2 separate regions of the Zea mays genome follow, and region 1 is linked to region 2. The links are chromatin contacts, called in public Hi-C maps. All regions are on one chromosome and are shown on one strand. The core of a region is the stretch at or near the end of the contact, and the rest is flanking DNA. Distances in the headings are between cores, read along the strand shown.

Region 1 (4,880 bases), core at 2,161-4,660, 320 kb after region 2:
ATCGAATGTCCGGAATATCATAGATTATTCTGGATAGGAGAAGCTTTTTGGAAATTCACCTATGCACGGATCGTCCGGGCCCTTCCGGAGGACCGTCCGTGACACCAAGGTGAGCCTCGGATAGGAACTATGCAAATCACGCATTTACACTGTGGACTATCTGAAGGAAAAGAGAGCACCGTCCGGGATCAAGCTCGGACCGTCCGGCCTCAGGTGCGGACCATCCGCCCGTTGAAAAACCAGAAAAACCCGAAGGTGACGGGTTCAGTAAAATGCATTTTTAGTGTCCTCGCGGACCGTTCTGGGTGCACGGCTGGACCGTCTGCGACTGCTTTATCTGATATCTTATGACACATTTCATGCACTTGTAGCCGTTGATCGTTAGTACTGACCATTGCGATTTCAGCCGTTGATGTGTAGGGGCGGACCATCCGGACCAGGGTGTGGAACGTCCGCGGTTGGCAAAACAAGGGCAACGGCTAGGAAGTGGTTAGTGGCTATAAATAAAACCCCAACCACCTCCATTCAACTCACCCAAGCATTCTACTCACACACATTCAATACAAGAGCAATCAATCCATTCCAAGAAACATTCAAAGCTTCCAAACCTCTCCAAGTGCCACAATTGAGACAAGTGATCATTACTAACTAGTGACTTGAGAGAGTGTGATTCGTGTTTCGTTTGTTGCTCTTGTTGCTTGGCTTTTTAATCGTGCTTTCTTCATCTCCTTCTAAACACTCTAGTGACTTGTAAAGCTAGCAAGAGACACCTAAGTGTGTGGTGATCCTTGTGGGGTCTTAGTGATCCTTGAGATTAAGAAGAAGCACTCAACCGGTCTAAGTGATCGTTTGAGAGAGGGAAGGGTTGAAAAGGACCCAGCCTCTGTGGCCTCCTCAATGGGGAGGAAGTTCTTCAGAACTGAACCTCGGGAAACAAATCGTTGTGTTCATTTGTGTTGATCATTATCCTATGATTTGATTCTTCCTCTCCCCTCTCTCTAAGTTCTCTTGCTCTCAATCTTTTGAGTTGCTCCCAAAGTTATCCGCATTGATTGAGCAACTCATAGCAAGAAGAACTCTCTCCCGCACTCCATATTCATTATTACTTGTTTCTAATCCTAACCCCGGGTGAAGTTCGTGTTCAAAGTTTATAATTTATAGTTTTCGCCTATTCACCCCTCTAGGCGACTTTCAATTGGTATCAAAGCTTGGTACTTCATTAGAGTCTAACAACTCGAAGTGATGTCGGGAGAACACGCCAAAAAGGAGTTGATCATCAGGGAAAATCCCAGATCTTTGGGGAAGAAGAATGAAGGCAAGACTATGTCAAAGGAGGCCAGTGACAAACACAAGGAGGACAAGGAAGAATCTGCCAGCTCCATCAAATCACACAAGAAGGGTGACAAGAAGAAAAAGAAGATGAAGAAGGTGGTCTACTATGAGACCGACTCATCCACGCCCTCAAATTCCGACGTCGAGTCGACATCTTCAAAGCACCAAGAGCTTAAGAAGTATAGTAAGATTGTCACACCCTGATTTTAAGGGTCCAAAACCCGGGCGTGAAATAATCATCAAGTGTGCTAGGATCAAGTCTCACACATATGATGACTCATGGTACAGAAACGAATGTCACATCATTAATATATAACAGATTTCTGTAAAAAATAGTTAAATAATTACATCATATGAAGACAACGATCCAACAACCAAAGTTTACTAGGAGACGACAGCCTAGACCACTCACGAACTCATCACAACATCCATCATGTGCCTTATCCTGGTGTACCTGTTCTTGACCTGGGGGGATGTGAGTACAACAAGGGTGAACTCACATACGTTCATCGCTCAACAAGTTGTGGGGAATAATGTGCATGAACTCACCAAAGGTGCGAGCTCATGTGAAGTGTAAGGCTTACCAAAGAAGATGGTTAAAGCTGAGCATTGCTTTTAAAGTTGGGAAAGTTGGTCAAAATTTTATTATCAGTTACTAGGTATAAATAGATACCAACCCAATTAAATAAGAGATCAAGATTAATAACAACAACCACAATGCAATGCAAATGACAAATTGAGTTTAACTTCATAAGTTAATCATGTGATTGTTCGAGCCGCTCATGACCGTGAACACGGCTGATATACCAGTTTTACACTCTGCAGAGGTTGCACATCTTTACCCACAAGTCGTGTTACCCATTTGTCACGGGGTTGTATAGACCCCATACACCTCTACCAAGGAAGCGAGGCAGGGTAGCACTATGAGGCCTTTCCAAAGTTCCACTAGTTCGAGAAAACCCGCTACGGATTTAGGAAGAAGGAAGCATAGGAATCTGTCGTCCGAAAAGCTTACAGATAGTTCGACCCGAGGACCTCCCTATACTCTACAACGGCGCCTCCCCGCTTGCCCCTAACCGAGTAAGGTAATCTCTCCCTAGCTTTCCTAATTACTTGGCCAAGGGCGTACCATTCCACCCTTATGGTAGCACTGTTGTCCCGGGTGGTTCTCCATGTTCCAGTTAACAATATGATCTTATCATGAACAATAATTAAACAGCAACATAATTGGAACATGATCATAATAAAACATTAGTTTCCCAAGACCAGGTAGAGCAATAGCAAATCTACCCAATAATTCATCTATTTGCAAGGTGGGGATAAACAATACTATGGAAACCTATTAGGTCCCGTCGAATTAACCTGAGCATGTCACAATGATTAACAACGAACATTATTAGGTAAAAGGAGTGATCAAGGGCACAACTTGCATTAGACTTGAGATCTCAGGTACTAGGATGATCTTTCGATTCTCGTGGCCTCGCTGCTATTCGTAGCAATTCAAACCAACATGGTATAGGAAAAATTAACATCACACCAAACATAAGCACAAACTGCATATTAATATTCGCATCGTAACGAGATTCTCGAGAACCACTAAATTCGGAGTTACTGTGATTAAGTTATGATTTTCCGAAGATTTAAGTGTATATTATAAAACAAATGAGGTACAAGATTTTAACCACAGGTTTTATGGTAATACATGGTTACTAGATGATGAAGAATATTACTAGAGATTAATGCAATTGGAATGGGTCAAAAAGAGTCAAAATGAATTACTTATGAATTAAACAAATATCTGGAATTATTTCTATACTAAAAATTATTTTCTGTATTAATTCATCTCATTTATTCACTATATGGGCTGCGGGCACTAATCTGGAGTTTCCCAGGGTCTATTCTACAAAATTCAGGGCCACAGCGCAATGGTCTTATCAATATTCCGGACTGCAGGTTCATTTCAACAACCAACGACTGCGAATAGATATGTTCGTGTGCTAATCAGAGCCGCTCCATGTGAGATCGACGCCCACCGGCAGGAGTTCATCAGGACCGATCAACACCCAATCTATGGCCGCGATATAATGAGCGAATCGGTATGAGGCCCTTCTAATCTCAGCCCTACGCCAGACGATCAACGGCTAGGAGCTTATCTTCCTCCCCCAGCCAGAATGCGAACTGCACGCCGCCCAAACCCCTCACAACGGCGGACATGACAGGAGCCCCCCCGGGGTCGACCCTACGGCCCTACCTCGCCCTAACCTCTAGTTGAACGGCCCTACGTACAGCGAAGACGGCAACCAGAGAAGATACCCACCCCATGACGGCGTTCTACCCGGCTCACGACGGAAGGCGGATCTGCGATGGAGGAGAGCACCAACGACGAATTCCGGCCCGTACAGGCCGAGTTCTTGGCCGATGATGCCACGCCCGTATTCCTTGGTCGATGGCGAAGCTCCAGGTATAATTCCCAAGCTTCGTACGCCGACGCGTTTGAGCTTCTTGTGTGGCGGTCATGGCAACCCCCGGTTTTATAATGCTAGGGTAGAGCCCACGTGGGGCGTTCGGCTGGGTCAAATCCACATTCACCGTGCGGTCGTCGTGATCCTATTGCGCCAGCAATGATGGATTGGAAGGAGAGGTGCCAAACAAACCCCAACCGAGACTCGCGCAGCGGCATTCTCGCGCGCCGGTACACCTAAGGAAGAAACTGTTGACCACCGGGGTCCGCGTGACAGCCAGACGGCACCGCGCGCAAAGTGACCGACGTCTGGGCCCCACAAGGCAGTGTCGGGCGCGCCACGGCTGGGAAGTGGCCGTGTTTGGGCCCGCAGGCGCGCACGCTAGCCAACGGTTGGTGGGCTGAAAGTTGGAGAAGCGGCCCAAGTGGCTTCCTTTTCTTTTTCTTTTTCTTTTTCTTTTCCCCTTTCTATTCTCTATTTTCTATCTCAATTTCGAATTTAAATTTGATTCTGGTTTTGAATTTTCAAATTTAAGTAAAATACTCATTCAAAAACCCCAATGATGCAAGAGGTATATTTATATTAATTACTTTACTCATTTTCTTACACACTTGTTGTAACTATGCAAAACACACATATTATTTGTTAGTAAAACATTATTTTGAATGTGTAGTTATATTACAAGTATATTCACAAGTTCATATCCATTTGTTTTGATAGAAAACATTTTCCAATGCCCAATTTTTATTAGTATATGATTTAGCAAATATTATTCTATTATGTTTATTTACTCTAGAAAGGGTGAATTCTAAAGTTCAATTATTCATCAAGGGTACTTATTTTGATTGTTTTTTTTTCTCCAACGGATTTCCTTAAGTCACAAGTTAAGTTTTTGGGTATTACAAAGATCCCCCTTCGTATCCTCGTATTTCTAAACGTGCTCCTTTACTTTCTGTTTCCTCAGGTAAACCACCATACATTGATGGTGAAGATTATTTTATGTGGAGTGATTAAATGAGGCACCATCTGTTGAGGGTCTTATCTCTGCCGATGGTCCTCAAGACAAAGACATCATCGGAAAAGTGA
Region 2 (4,898 bases), core at 137-2,636:
TCTAAAAAAACCTGCTCCACCCTCCCTTAAAACAGCTCCTCAACCAACCAAATATGGACCTCCCCTAAAAGTTTGATCGAAATTACCCGCAATCGCCATTGGACAAAAACACAACGAGCCAATTTATGGATTAAACATTTGAGACCATTTTATGTACTACTATGATGGAAATATTTTATATGTTATTGTTTCATAATTTTTTTCCGTATATGCATCCTACTTATTGGTTTGTAACAAAGTTGAACTGCAAAGGGTGAAACAGGCAATCGCCACAGACCACCAACTTTCAGCAGACAAGAATCAGTTTACTTGCCAAACAGTTTTAAAAATGATTTCTGATTCTCTAGGAGGATCAGCTCCTCACGAGGATCATAATCTGGAGCTAAAGAAGCAGGAGCTGGAGCTTTGCCAAACGGGTCCTAATTGTATTCTCCCAAAATTTACTTGGGGCTGCATGAAGCAGATTTTTGATTGGGTCCACACTCCTAACTCGGTAGAAGAATTATTTGCTGGCTAAAAGGAGGCCAAACCTGTTTTCTCTTATACCTTCCGCATGTTTATGATTGCAGGCTTGATGTGGGCTACATGAAGTAACTGAAACATGATCGCTTTTGAATTTTTTTTATAGTAATACAAAAGTGGTTTTGTATGAAACTGTCTCCTTTATACAGAAATGGGGGATCCTCCTCAAACCAAAAGATCGATTGGTCCAGAGAGGATCACGAAGACCTTGAAGAGATGGCTTTCTAACCATCAACCAGAAGCTGAAGGGGAGATGGAGGTCGTGATGCTCTAAAGATGGTGGCTGGGCACTGTTGTTTTTCCCAACGGGGGTAGGGGGCCTTTACTCGGACTAAGTATCTTAAATTCTTGGAAATTGGTAACTTCGTCTGGCCTTTAAAATAAATATGGCCCAGGAAAGCCCATGACAGATGTAGTCTAATGGGCCCGTGCGGCTCCATTTATGGCCCAACAAGGGCCAACTTAAGTAAACCTTAACGCTCAATCGATCTAGACCGTTAATCAGAGTCGGATTGTCAGGATTCGGCCAATCGAAACGAAAGCTCATTTACAAATCGGCAAAAACCCTAATCCCTTTAACTCTTATCATTTTCTCCTTCCCTCTTCTGTCTCGCACAGCTTTACAGACCACCGGCGCCATGGTGGTCCTCTTCGCCGGCATGCGCGTGCGGGCTTCGGCTCGCGGTTCCGACGAGGAGGCTTACAGTGGCGCCCTTCTCGGCGTCCCTTACTCGCGACGGTGGCGGCAGCCCTGATCCGTACGGAGGCCGCGGAGCGCTGGACGCGCGACGACCAGTACAGTGGCCAGGCCGCAGCACGGCCGTGCGGGCGTGGCGCAAGCAGAGAATGGTGGCAGCTCTCGCGTACGCTGGGCAGATGGCTGGTGTGCGAGGCCGGCCAGACGTGAGACCCTGGCACGCGCGGTGTTTCTTACCGCTGCTGTTGGTTGAAAAAGGCGGGTGAAAAGCAGCTTCTGTTTGTTGGCTGCTTTTAGGCCATGTTTGGCACAACTGCTGCTTTTTGAAAAAGCAGCTTATCTGATAAGCTGGTGAAAAGCAGCTTCTGCTTGTTGGCTGCTTTTAGTGTATTCTGAGAAGCAGTTGAACTGATAAGCTGCTGCATAAGTTAGCTGTTTGACAGAACTTTTGCTTAAATTTGTGAAGAAGCTGAAAATAAGCTGTGCCAAACAGGACCTTAGTTTATTCTGAGAAGCAGGTAAACTGATAAGCTGCTGGAGAAGCTGTCTAGTTGGTACAACTTCGTCTTAAATTTATGAAAACGCTAAAAATAAGCTGTGCCAAACAGAGCCTTAAGGGCTGTTTGGTTTGTTGCCTTAGCTGCTACAACATGCCTAACTTTTATGCCTAAGCTTAGTTCTTTAATTTGAGCGACTAAGATTAGGCAAATTGTGGCACCTTATATAAGAAACCAAACAGGCCCTTAATCTTATGACGAGTCGCAGCAGTAGCTGATCGGCTCAACTTATGGCCCTCCTGAGGTGTGAGGCTGGGCTGATATCGCACGTATCCACAGCCAACACGGCAACACTGTAAGACTAATGCCAAACGTGGTTCCCTCAAATTTATTTATTTAATTTTAACCAGCAAGTGATTTAATTCGTTTTAATCCCTTTCAATTCACTACTAACCTAACAAGCTCAAAATTCTCCTAGATCATCTCCACTACACGATGATTCACTTTTAACTGTAAATGAACCGTCGTGTATTGCTGATACAGAAGTCGGGCTAATTTGATGTGATCCTAAACCCTAATCTTACCTGAGTACTGATTTTCCTTTAATTTGGTGAATTAGGGCCTATTTGAATGTACTAGATCTAATATTTAGCTGACTAAAAAATTATTAGTAGAATTAATTGGCTAACTATTAGCTAATTTTAGCTAGATACTGAACTAGCTAAAATAGTAGGTAGTTGAGGGTGGAACTAATTAATAGGTAACTAGTACTATTAGCCAAGTTTGTTTGGACATTAATAGGATCATGTTCGTATACCGTAAGTATGGTAAGATATTGATGGTCGAAACAAATCTTAGCGTTAATATGATCTTAACTTATGTTTAGCCTAAACATGACCACCAACTCACACTTGATATAGACATATATGATCATGTACTTAATATAGACATCTATTGATGGTTGAAATAAGTTTGTCCATGTGCTTGTAGATGACATCTATGATCATGCACTTAATACAGAAGTTGATCAACTTCATCAATCTGAGAGCAAACGCTCTCTCTTGTGAAGAACTCGATCTAGATCCGTCGTAGGCTTCTGGAACATAGTGGCTGTCTAAACCCTCGAAAGGACTAATTGATTATTAGTTTGTTGGGTTTAGGTGTGGAGGGATTAACTTTAATCTTGAAACCAGCTGTAAAACCAGGACAGACTTCGGATAACCCTAATGCATGATTGTCGTTCATCGTGATAAATAATTTAATTGTTTGGTTGTCAAATGTAAACCCAATAAATGTTATCAGAACAAATATATTGGCCTTCAGATCGTATTACAACATTATTCTACATGATTAAACGATTAATGCAATATGCAACTAATTTTCATACTTATGTTTGCACTCAGTGCTACAATATTTATGTTCACACTCAATCTCTACTAACTATTAAGACACTAATGTAGACTGCCCCCGCCTCCCTACACTCGCCCGCGTGCGGCGCGCCAGCCGTGATCTGCCCGCCCGCGTGCTGCAATCCCCGCCGCGAACGCCGCAATCCCCACCCCCTCCGCAATCCGCTGCCCGTCGCTGTCCCCGCCCGCCCACCCGCCATGTTCAAAGGGCCCCAACGCCGACCTCTCGCGAACCCTAACCAACTGCACCCGTCGTGGGGACGCGGCCGCCGCCATGGCCGCCCACTCCGACACCGTGGCCACGCTGGCAGCCGACGACGCCGCGGACGTCGACGCCACCGACACCGACACCGACGGTGACGTGTCGGAGCCCGGCCTGAACGGCCCGCGCATCTACCCCTCCTATCGTTGTGGTTCCTGAAACTGAACGAGGGCTGCCTCAACACGTGCGGCCCGGCCTCGTTCTTGTCCGCGTCGTCCGCTTCGGCCGCGTCGGAGGTTTCGAACCGGAGGACGAAGACGGCGGCAACCGCGTCCGGGCAGAAGAGTCAGCCGTGGAGGTCCAGCCTCTCGCTGTCGTGGAACTTCCACCGGAGCCCGAGCTTGCCGCGCTCCTGGATGTCAGCTCCAGAGCCGGGGATGCGGACAAGGTGTATGAGTATATGCATAAGCTGAGGCAAGCTGTCAGCGAGGAGACTGCCGGAGTTGTGGAAACCTGGTTCAGGAGCGACGAGGCGGCAACTGCCTGCAAGCCTCAATGGGATGCCGCTCAGGTGAAGGACGCCATTGTGGCGAACGGTGGTGGATCCGATTTCAGGTGCCCTCCCTCTCCTGATAGAGATTCCATGGTGTTTCCTCTCCTGTCATCCTATTTGTTTGTCATCCTGTTTGTTTGTCTAGACTTGGACTGGTGTTGAATATATAGATTATAGAGTGGAAATGATTCGTCGCCCCTGTATCTCAGCGACCCTCCCAGGTGGAGCATCAGCGGCGGCGAGAAGGCTGGAGCAAAATTCACCACCGCATTGGCAAAGAGCTATCGCGATGGGAATATGGGATTGGGAAGAAGAAACCCTGGTCGGCCGTCCGGTCGTTGCATACCTCTGACGGCGTTGAGGAGGACCTTATTGGAGAGATCCTGGGCGAGCGAGAGGACAGAAACTGCGCGTCAGCTGAGCAGAGCTCGCGCGGCGTGTGCGTGTCCTCTGGATGATCACACGGACAAACAACGGGCGGCCGTGACATGGCGCCACTACTCACCAGGTTGAGCAGGCCGGCGCGGACCCAGAGGCAGGTGCCATAGTCACACTTGTCCGACGACCACCAGTCTAATGTCGCGCACACGAAGTTCTCCCCAGTCCCTGCGATGGCGCGTCGCCCATCCACGGCGGCCACTGCCGCCGCAGCGCCCCGCTACAGCAACGCGGCCAGGAGCCAGAGGCCGCCACAAGGAGCCGACCCAGCTGCGTCCCCGCTGCCGCCATGCCAACTTGAGGCAGGCAATGCGCCAATGCCTCCAGAGAGCAGAGCGGATCAGTGTGGCGGCTGTTGTAGTCCCTGGGGGCTGGGGCTGGGAGTGGAGAGCACGCGGGAGGAGGAGGCTGTTGCCAACTTGCCATCCATCCGCACCTCGGCTAAATAGTAAATGCATGGAGGCAAGGCAAGCGGCATAGGCCAGCCAGAGTGGAGCGGGGATTGGAGATTCGGAGCCTGCCTGACAGCGCGGGGGTGCAGAACACCTCCACCGTGTGTTGTGACTGTGACCATTCCGAG

Evidence for each region. A called contact is a pair of places that touch in the nucleus more often than the background predicts.
Region 1: a contact with region 2 is called in a Hi-C map of ear, with 3 times the contacts expected there. The contact joins two enhancer-like sites. A contact is called at or near these places in 2 of 25 Hi-C or Micro-C datasets (ear and tassel).

The regions. Positions count from the first base shown.
Region 1 is chr10:29,265,556-29,270,435 of Zm-B73-REFERENCE-NAM-5.0, forward strand. No RefSeq gene overlaps it. Among protein-coding and RNA genes, the nearest start is that of LOC100857076, 210 kb to the left of the region's middle. Within about 2 kb of position 3,411, at least 17 of the 20 cell types and tissues checked have an H3K27ac peak or open chromatin away from gene starts, as enhancers often do. A contact at or near this core is called in ear and tassel, where this site is marked.
Region 2 is chr10:28,949,090-28,953,987 of Zm-B73-REFERENCE-NAM-5.0, forward strand. It overlaps the pseudogene LOC103642358. Among protein-coding and RNA genes, the nearest start is that of LOC103640987, 26 kb to the left of the region's middle. Within about 2 kb of position 1,387, at least 18 of the 20 cell types and tissues checked have an H3K27ac peak or open chromatin away from gene starts, as enhancers often do. A contact at or near this core is called in ear and tassel, where this site is marked.